Linked DNA regions of Sus scrofa: regions 1 and 2 are each linked to region 3. Evidence: chromatin contacts called from public HiChIP or PLAC-seq data. All regions are on one chromosome and are shown on one strand. The core of a region is the stretch at or near the end of the contact, and the rest is flanking DNA. Distances in the headings are between cores, read along the strand shown.

Region 1 (3,353 bases), core at 625-3,124, 190 kb before region 3:
TTTTATACTCTTTTCATTTTGTAATCCCAGCTCAGGTTTCCATGGTGTATTTCTGCCTCTCTATAGATGTCCCTAGAGCTCGCTGCGCCATTTGTCGCTGGCCCCTATTGAGATAAATTATTAGAACCCTGCCCAGCAGCTCAAACGGATACTTGTAACAACTCATTGATGGTACTAAGTGCAAGAGGAGGGAGGGAAAGGTAAAATAAAACACCTTTACTTTCTGTCTTCTTTACTAGTATAATATTTAATTTTGCATTGATGTTTTATCATATGGATAAAATTACACAAAGCAGGAAAAATCCAGTGTGCCTCATTAAAACCACCGTTTCCCTCATTTCACAATTTATGGCAACAGCCTGATGGTCTATAAAGAGTAAACACAGAAACTGAAATTAGCATGTTTGTATTCCTTCCTAAATTGCTTCAGATGATTTAAGAATATTTAAGAAGGAGTTCCCGTTGTGGCGCAGTGGTTAACGAATCCGACTAGAAACCATGAGGTTGCGGGTTCGGTCCCTGCCCTTGCTCAGTGGGTTAAGGACCCGGCGTTGCCCTGGGCTGTGGTGTAGGTTGCAGACGCGGCTCGGATCCCGTGTTGCTGTGGCTCTCGTGTAGGCCAGTGGCTACAGCTCCAATTCGACCCCTAGCCTGGGAACCTCCATATGCTGTAGGAGCGGCCCAAGAAAAGGCAAAAAGACAAAAAAAAAAAAAAATTTAAGAAAAAGAAATATACTTTCTAGTCTCCTGTACTGTTCATTATTTTAAAAATTAGAACTAATTTTATAAAAAGACTGAAATTTTAAACTATACTTTAAACAACTACAGTGTTTAATTATCGGCCTTGGTCGGTTCTTATAAATAGAGCATTTTTTATTCGGTAGGTAAATCCTATTTTTGCACTTATTACCACAGGCTTGTGAATCACTAAAGGAAAACAAAAAAAATCTAATTCCCACAGGTGATTGTTTTTATTATTAATGTCACAGAATTGATTTTTAAATTTAGAACTATTGCTGTCGTCTGACTAGCCGTTTGGTATTTATTAAATGCCAGCTGTGTGTCAGGAATACTATTTTTGTGATGATATGCTTGTATAGCATTGTTCACTAAGGGATTGAACCACCCTGTCTTACCGAATTCACAAAGACTTTGCAGGCAGAGGGGCAATTTGGAATAGTTACTAATATATTTCTATTTTCCATTGAAAGAAGAAGATCAATACATTAATTACACTTGGCCCTGCCGAAGTCTGGTTGAATGTGGCATGCTAAGCATATACCAGTAAACAACCTGGGCTATTCAAGTCGGGGCAGGTTATGCAACCCTGAAACATACCTGGGGCCTTTCTGCCTTGGGGTTGTCTTGGGCAATGCAGGCTCTGTCACCCACGCCCATTGACACCCCGACCCTGAACTCTCTAGGGACCCACTGGAGACGTGTTATTGGTCCTAAAGGAGAAGCCAGTGGTCTCCCCTGCGCAGGTGACTGCAAGGGGAGAGGGCCAGCTCGTCAATGTTCCCGCATCCTGCGTTACTGCTGAGAACTTTCTGAGTGACTCCGACTCTGATCGAAGTTTCTGAACACTTAAAGCACGTGGGAGTCTCTTTTGATGTGTAACTTTTGCTTGTCCTGAGGTCGAGCGTAAATTACTTTTACGAAGCAGTAGAACCTTCCATCCCGCTTCGTTTCCTCCGCATGGAATCATTTTGATTCACAGGGCACTTTCCCTATTTTTAAAGCCCGGCTTCGGGCCTGACGTCACGGTGCCTGACCTGCGAGCATCTCCCGCGGCGCCAGAGCCTCTTCATTTGCACCCTCCTCCGCACTCTCCCCCTCACTCCCGGTGACTCACTCTGCCGTCACCTTCGTTCCGCGCCCACACGGACGCGGGGCCCTGCTCCGGCCGGCACAGAGCCCCGGGCCGGCTCCGCCTCCAGAGGGGTCAGGAGCTACCGGGGCACTTCGAGAAGGCGGCCCGGGGAGGGGCGGGCAGCAGAGCGCGGCCGGCGGCCCCGCAGATGCCTCGCCCCCCGCCCCCGGGGAAGAGCCTGCGATGCGGCGGGAGGCGTCCGTGTGCGGGGAGGGGGATGCGGCCACGAGCCCGCGTGTGGAAGGGCCGCAGGGGAAGGACGCGGGCGGAGAAAGGGAGCGGCCCGGGCTCCCGTCCCCGTCCCGAACTGGGGGGAGCGTTTGAAAGGCATACTTCCAGTCGGATTTTTCTCTGTGGCTCTGTTTATCCTGCTGGAAAGGAACACCGAGGTTATGCATCCTATTTTGGTGGTGTCGGATTTGTACTTATGCATATTATATGCAATCATTCTAAAGTGATTTTCCTCCATTTGGGCCTTTTAGTGCAAAAGGAAAGTCTGCTCCCATTGTTTGCCTCGGAAAATCTGTCAGCTTCTGAACGTCATCGAAAAACGGGCTTTGACTCTCCGCTGATTTTCACATTCTAACATTTTATCTTCTCATTAGTGACACAGCGATATCTTTGTGCAAAATAATACCGTCCCTTAGTTTTCTGTCCACCCCCACAGTATACACAAAAACTGTTTTCCCCTTTTAAAATCGGCCGCTTTTAATGTTCTGTAAACGACCTGGTTGGAGGTTAAGCAAGTGTATACGTATGTAAAAAAATATGTACATAAAAATACTTAAGGGTTCCCGGTGTGGCTCAGCGGATTAAGAACCCAACAGAGTGTCCATGAGGCTATGGGTTTGATCCCTGGCCTTGCTCAGGGGGTTAAAGATCTGGCATTGCCATAGGCCGTGGTAGGATGCAGGTGCTTCTTGGATCCTCTGTGGCCTAAGCCAGCAGTTGCAGCTCCAGTCTTACTCCCAGCCGGGCAATTTCCATATGCCTTAGGTGCAGCCATAAAAAGAACAAACAAACAAACAAAAAACGCTTAAATGCACTCTACTCTGTTGTCATACTTCAAAAACAAATAAAATCACCTATTTTTCTCTCTTCACGGCAGCCATTTTCTTTCTTGTTATTGTGCTGCTAAGATACTATTTTCATCTAATTAATGGAATTTAAAAAATTCACCGCAAATCTCCCTACTGTGATAACACTGTCTGTCTTTCAGTATCTGCTCTCGCTTTGGCCCTGTAGCTGTGACTGGGAAATGGCTGCCATTTTGTATTCTGCTTTTGTTCCCCTGTGATATTGTACCAGCTACTTTCCGGTCTTTCGTGATCCTCATAATTTTCCATTTTAATGGCTTCAAAGTCTTCTGCTAAGTGATTACGGCACCGCTTGCTTATCCACTCCTCTTGTATTGGACATTGAGGTGACTTCAGCTTATTCATTAAAATAAATTACCCTCCTGTAAACATTTATGCATGCA
Region 2 (3,136 bases), core at 127-2,626, 230 kb before region 3:
ACATGAGGATGTATAACTGAATCACTTTACTGCATACCTGAAACTAATACAACACTGCAAATCAACTGTACTTCATTCACAAATAAATAGATAAATAAATAGAAAACTGGTCATAGGAAATAAAAGATCCCGACCCTAACTAGGGAAACTGAGGGTGAGCTAGTAGACCAGGACAGTGGCCATTTCAGGTCACAGCAAATTCGCCCCGGACATGAGATTCAATTTCCCTGCCTCTGAGGTTTCCAAGCTGTTTCTTAGCACCCTGATCCCCTCACGTTAAGCCTCAAAACCCAGGGAAATAAAAATAACCAAAAAGAAAACAAACAAACCAAAAAATGAAGCGGACAAGAAATCAAATGAAACCGTAGCGGAAGGTTTTCCGTAAGACCCAGAGAGATGCTGTGGCCAGGGTGAAGCTGAAACCCCTTGACTCATCAGAAAATGCCACCTCTTCTTGTTAAGCCAGCTGCTCAGGAACCCGTGTCCATCCACAGTTTAGAATTCTCAGCTTGCCTAAATTAAACCTCTGCATCAAGCCTGACCGCCCAGGGGCTGGGCCCAACCACCCTGACCTTCCCCCGTTGGACAGCAAAGTTAAGTCGGGAGGCCCGTCGAGGAAAAGGGCTCGGGGCGGGGGGGGGGAGGGGGAGGAGGGTGTGTGTGTGTCCAGAGCCAGGTGGTCTCAGGAGGAAGGACGGAAAACGCCATCACCTTCCAGGTGACAAAGTGCAAAGTGCCCAGGGAAGGGCGGCAGGGAGCTGGGAACAGACAAATGAACCGCCCTCCTGTACACTTTGTGAAACGCTGACAGCCCAGCCTGCTGTTTTACCCTGTCAACTTCACTGCCTTTTTATTTTATTACAATAGGCTCCCGAAGAAAACACAGACAAACACAACAGTCTCAGTGAGGACCGAGTCAGACATTATCTGGCAGAACATTATAACAAAGGCAGGGATTATTTATATGCCAAAGCAAACTTCAAAAAGGGTTCTGTTCACAGTCGTGGGCACCCTCAGGAGGGTGTGATTGACAGCTGGTTTTCACTTTTCATCAAGACAGAATGGAAGTTGCCAAAACGAGGAGGCTGATGCCAGAAAGCACCAAAGCATGGATCTGGAGCAGGAAGGATCTAGAAGCAGTTTCTCAGCTTCGGCTACGCTGACATCTGTTGCATGGGGCCAGTCTGTTGTGTGGGATGTTTAGTGATATTCCCTGGCTTCTACCCACCAGATGCCAGGAGTACCCTCCTCCGAGCTGTGACAGCCAAAAACGTCCCCAGACGTTTGCCAGATGTGTCCCGGAAGGCCAAATCCTCCTGGTGGAGGAGCAGCAGCTCTGTGATTTAATAGCAGTCTGACCTTTTCTCTCTGAGTCTCACTTTCCTTATTCATAAGAGCCTCACGGCTGCCCTGCTAGCTGTGAACTTTCCAGAAGGTCAAACGGGATCATGATTCAAAATCACTTTGAAAGCTCTGAAGTTCTACAGCCACAGAGGCCCTGGGAGTCCTATCACCTGCTACCTGAAAAGTTTCTAACATCTGGAGTTTTTTCATTTTTATCCTGGAAGCAAATGAATTCCTGGAAGGGAGGTCAGAGTTATTATGTACAGCAGTAGCTGCCCTGATACCCAAGCCCAGTGTCCCACAGGGACCCAGTGGGAACCAGATGTCGCTCTGCATGTGCATGAGTCTGAACTGCAGGAGAGGAACCCAAAATCATTAATCTGGGAGTTTATTCAGCTTAATGACCCCTCCTCTCTGAGACAACCTTTGCTTCCTAATGTCTCACAAACCTTTGCAATAGAAACAATTCCTTTAGGAAGAGGGAGAGGGAAGACCCTACCTCAAAATGCAAATATTTAGCTCTGAGGGAGGGGAGGGTTTTTTCCAGCTTTATTGAGATACAATTGCTATTTAACATCATGTAAGTCTAAGGTGTATGACATGATGATTTGATGCTGTGAAATGACTGCCAAAATAACGTTAACAGACCCATCACCTCACACAGCTACCTTTTTTTATGTGCAACTTTCAAGCACACAATACAGCATTAACTGTAGCCACTCTGCTCTAGTTAGATCCCCGGAGCTCACTCATCTTATAACTAGACGTCTGTACACCTGGACCAGCACCCCTTCATTTCCCCACCCTGAGCCCCTGGCAACCACCCATCCCCTTTGTTTCTCTCAGTTTTCCTTGTTTACATTTCACATATGGGTGAAATCCTACAGTATTGGTCTTTCTCAGATTTATTTCACTTAGCATCGTGCCCTCATTCCATCCATGTTGCAACAAATGGGAGGATGTCCTTTTTACGGCTGAGTAATACTCCACCGTGTGTCTGCGTGTGCGCACACATGTGCATGCACACACGTGCAAGCCACATACCCATTCACTCATCAGCATTTAGGTTGTTTCCACGTCTTGGAAATTGTGAATAATGCTGCAACAAATGCTGGGATTTATAAATGCATTTATCTCATGCCAGAGATAAACCCCACTTAATCTTGGTGGATAATCCTTTTAATATTCTGTCAAATTCAGTTTGCCAGTATTTTGTTGAAAATTTTGGCATCTATATTTGTCGGGGACGTTGTTTTTTCCTGTTCTTCCATGTCCTTACCCAGCTTTGTTTTCAGAGTAATGCTAGCTTCATAAAATGAGTTTAAGAGTGTTCCCTCTGCTCCAATTTTTGGATGAGTTTGAGAAGGACTGGCATTCATTCTTGTCTAAATGTTTAGGAGAATTCACCAGCAAAACCACTGGGCTCCGGGCTTTTCTTTGCTGGGAGGTTTTGATTACTGATTCAATATCCTTATTTGTTACCGGCCTGTTCAGAGTTTCGATTTCTTCGCGGTTCGGTCTCGGTAGGTTGTACGTTTCTAGGAATTTATCCCTATCTTCCAGGCCATTCTGGTTTTGGTCACCGATGTTCACAGCAGCGTCCCTTCTGATGCTCCTTCAGATGAGGGACTCCTCTGTGCGTGGGGACCCTTTTGCTAAGTTCTCCACCTCCTCCTTTACTACAACGGCCCCTGAAGAGAAGTCGTGCAAATAGTATGTATCACCACCTAAAGCCACCTCACAGCTGTCTGCATTTACTTGTTTATCAATGCTCTTCTCGACTGAGATATAA
Region 3 (3,142 bases), core at 567-3,066:
GCCCTCAGCAATCAATCTTGTCTCCTGCAGAATCCCCAGCCCCCCTCCTCACTGACTAGAATTGTCTCTCTCTAATGAACATACCCAGGAGAATAAAACTTGTTTTTCAAAAGTGTGGGGAAGGAAGAAGAGGAAGGGAGGAAGGAAGGAAAAAAAAAAAAAAGAAAGAAAAAAAAAAAAAGCACACAATGCTGATACTGGGTCTAGCCGGAGCCAAGTTCTCGAGGACAAGCAACCTGTAAACGGCTAAGGATTTCCTCCGCATCTAAGATGTGTGCCTACCGCACAGGGAGTTTGCTTTCACCCTTCAGATTTAGCTTGTCTGGTTGTGAGGAGCCACCAAACCAAAGAACTCACAAAGATGGGCTCTTTTTCTTGAAGCCAAAAAGGTCCCCAGGGGGCCAGATTTCTTACAACCCAACCACTCGGCGGGGTAAGGCTTGCAGAGACACTCAGAACGTCGAGTTTGTGCTAGAAGGGGGCGGAGGACTCCGTCAAAAAATAAAATATAAAATAAAAAATGGAACCATCATTTTAGAATGTGGAGAGGAACATTTGGGGGAGCAAGAAAGGGCCCACTGGGCAAGCAGGCAGCGGTCAGAGCTCAGGGGACCGTGGGGAGGGGGGGCAGGGGCCTTGGTGCTGGCCCCCAACTTGCAGCCTCCCCCTTTGCTCGTCCTACCCTGCACTCCTGGGACCCACAGGGGACAGCACGGGCAGTGGGGTGGATGCCCCCTCCCGCCCTGGACTCCTGGGCCTGCCTCCCCAGCCCTCCTCGGCCAGGTCCCAGCCAGCCTGGCCCCTCAGCTGCGCTGGCCGCTGGCCCTGGCCTCTCTCCAGCTCTGCCTGGTGCAGCTTCAATGACTTGCAACCTGATCAGATCGCTTCCCTTCCAGAAGCTAAGTTCCTAGAGGACAGGCAGCCGTCTTGGGTTCCTGGGTTCAGAGCCCAGTTTACTAACGGCGCTTTTTTCGCTCTCCCTTCTCTCTCTGTCAAACTTTTTATTTCACTCCTGTGTTCCCCTCTCTCTCCCCTTCCTTTGGCACCTCTCTCTCTCCAGGAAAGAACAGGCTGGCGAGAGCTGCTTTTTAACCTCAGGGGGGTTCGCAAACGTGCAGGGGAGGAAAGACAAAGGCAGCGGGTCCCTTTGCCCCCTGCGCAACCCGGGCAGAAGGGCTGAGCAAGGACACCGGCCCCGAAAGGACACAATGCGCAACGTGGGAAAAGCGCTAAGGAAGTCAGTGCGGCAGGGGGGGCTCGAGATGGAGTGGTGCCCGCGGGTCGCATCCTCTTTAGAGACATCCATACATCTGGGCAGAGGACAGGGGGAGATAAGGAGATAGAAAACCCGGACAGGATAAGGGCGGGGTGGGGGATTTCCTGGAATATTAGAATGTCATTTTAACAATAAGTACAACTTCTGGAAGAAAAAGGGAAAGGGGCCGGGGAGAGTATGGGGTGCGGGTTCCCAGCGCCGAGGGAAGGGGAAGGGGCTGGCCTGGCACCGGGGGGCCTTGGGGCGGGGAGACTGAGCTGAGCGGGCATGGCCCCCAGAAGGAAAAAGGCGTGTGTGTCGTGGAGGGGGGAGAACCGGGCAAAGACACCCACCAAATGCACAGGCCCCCAAGCCCAGAATGGCAGGCTGGGTGTGAAAGCCAAGCTCCCTGGCACCCAGCACAGTTTGAGACCCCAACCCCGAGATCCGCCCCCCTCCCCGCAAAAACCTGCGGCTTTTTTCCCTTGCGCTTCCTAACATTTCATCTAGAAAATTCCAAGTGATCCCACTTCCTGCGAGCTTCCCAGGCATTCCACGCTCTCTGCTGACCTCTGGTGGGGGAGGCGCTCTACGGCCCAGAAAAGGGGCCGGACACGGGGGAGCCCACCTGCCCTGCCTTCCCCGCGCCCCCCACCCAGAGTCCTGGCGCCCCTGCATCCTGGCCAAGGGGTGGGCTGCACGTGGGGGGGGGTGACGAGCACGAAGGTAAGGAAAGCTTTCTAGACGCCCCAGAAGATGCGGCGTGTAGGCGAAGAATGTGGGAATAAAGTTTGTTAACTTAAAGAAGAGGATTTTCATGGCAGAAGGGGGAAAACTTTTGCCCGACGTTGATGTATTTTATCAGGTCCTTTGATTTTTCAACTATGAAAGAAAGAGAGCAGGGGACGCGTCTAAGGATGGGCACGGCGGGCAGGTTTCACTGGGAACGGATACGTTCCCATGACGGAAGGGACTCGGGAGGCCCTGGCAGGAGTTCTCGAGGCCCTTCTCGAACAGATGAGCTCATGATTTTACAGCTGCTGCGGGGCGGGGGAGTGGCAAGGATGCCTGTTCTCTTTGGAACCGAGGAACCTGGCCCCAGCCGCCATCAGAGGCAACCTCCCCTCCCCTGGAGACTTGGCCTCAACAAGGCAGAAGTGACCTTCCCCCAAGTCCAGGGTCAGGCCTGGGATGGAGGACAGGGGTCCCAACTTAGCTGGGAAGACTCTTCCTAGTAAGCATGCTCCTTAGCACACAGGGGTTTTGCAGCCCTGAGAGGTTGGGGGGGGGGCGGTAGAGGGGGGAAAATGAGAACTAGCCCTGCCATCTCCGAGACCCTCAAACCCCAACGACGTGCTCATGGATGAAAAAGCGATAAGGAGTCCCCCTCAGCCAGTATGTTCTGAGACAGCATCGCACATCCACCCCAAATCCTATTCCCTCATTTCCCTGCATCCTCCCATACTGTCTCAAATGCCACCTCCTCCAGGAAGGCTCCCTGGGTTTCCCTGATGGAAAAAGGGACCTCTGCCCACATCTGGAGTTCTTTTCTAGCTCTCGATTGGGGTGAGAAAAAAGTCCCACACTCCTCTGCTTCCTGCAAAGATTCTTCTGTGATGGGTACCCAGAAATTATTAATTATGAATCCAGGGGCAAGAGCGAGGCCTGGAGTTTCCTGTGCAATCTGCCATTTTGGAAGGCAACTTGAAAGGGCAGAGTGTGTGTCTGCGGGGCTGGCGGGCGTCAGGGAGGGGGTGTTTGGCATACCTGTTCTAGTCAAACTTTTTAGGAGAGACTCGAAGAAGTTTTACAGTGAGAAGGACACACCCCTCACTTTTCAGATGGGGAAAGCAGGGACCCAGAAGATAAAGGATTTGCCCAAGGCCC

Evidence for each region. HiChIP or PLAC-seq counts read pairs in DNA pulled down with a chosen protein or histone mark.
Region 1: an H3K27ac HiChIP or PLAC-seq map of skeletal muscle shows a contact between it and region 3, with 5 times the contacts expected there. The contact joins two enhancer-like sites. A contact is called at or near these places in 1 of 47 Hi-C or Micro-C datasets (embryonic fibroblasts) and 1 of 2 datasets of contacts at active chromatin or transcription factors (skeletal muscle).
Region 2: an H3K27ac HiChIP or PLAC-seq map of skeletal muscle shows a contact between it and region 3. The contact joins two enhancer-like sites. A contact is called at or near these places in 8 of 47 Hi-C or Micro-C datasets (brain, embryonic fibroblasts, epiblast stem cells and 5 more) and 2 of 2 datasets of contacts at active chromatin or transcription factors (alveolar macrophages and skeletal muscle).

The regions. Positions count from the first base shown.
Region 1 is chr17:59,203,397-59,206,749 of Sscrofa11.1, reverse strand. No RefSeq gene overlaps it. Among named protein-coding and RNA genes, the nearest start is that of PRELID3B, 20 kb to the right of the region's middle. Within about 2 kb of position 1,874, at least 44 of the 83 cell types and tissues checked have an H3K27ac peak or open chromatin away from gene starts, as enhancers often do. A contact at or near this core is called in skeletal muscle, where this site is marked.
Region 2 is chr17:59,237,196-59,240,331 of Sscrofa11.1, reverse strand. The region is part of intron 1 of LOC102161214 (a long non-coding RNA gene); the gene reads right to left. Among named protein-coding and RNA genes, the nearest start is that of PRELID3B, 54 kb to the right of the region's middle. Within about 2 kb of position 1,376, at least 3 of the 83 cell types and tissues checked have an H3K27ac peak or open chromatin away from gene starts, as enhancers often do. A contact at or near this core is called in skeletal muscle, where this site is marked.
Region 3 is chr17:59,011,860-59,015,001 of Sscrofa11.1, reverse strand. The region is part of intron 1 of GNAS (GNAS complex locus); the gene reads right to left. Among named protein-coding and RNA genes, the nearest start is that of GNAS, 28 kb to the right of the region's middle. Within about 2 kb of position 1,816, at least 19 of the 83 cell types and tissues checked have an H3K27ac peak or open chromatin away from gene starts, as enhancers often do. A contact at or near this core is called in skeletal muscle, where this site is marked.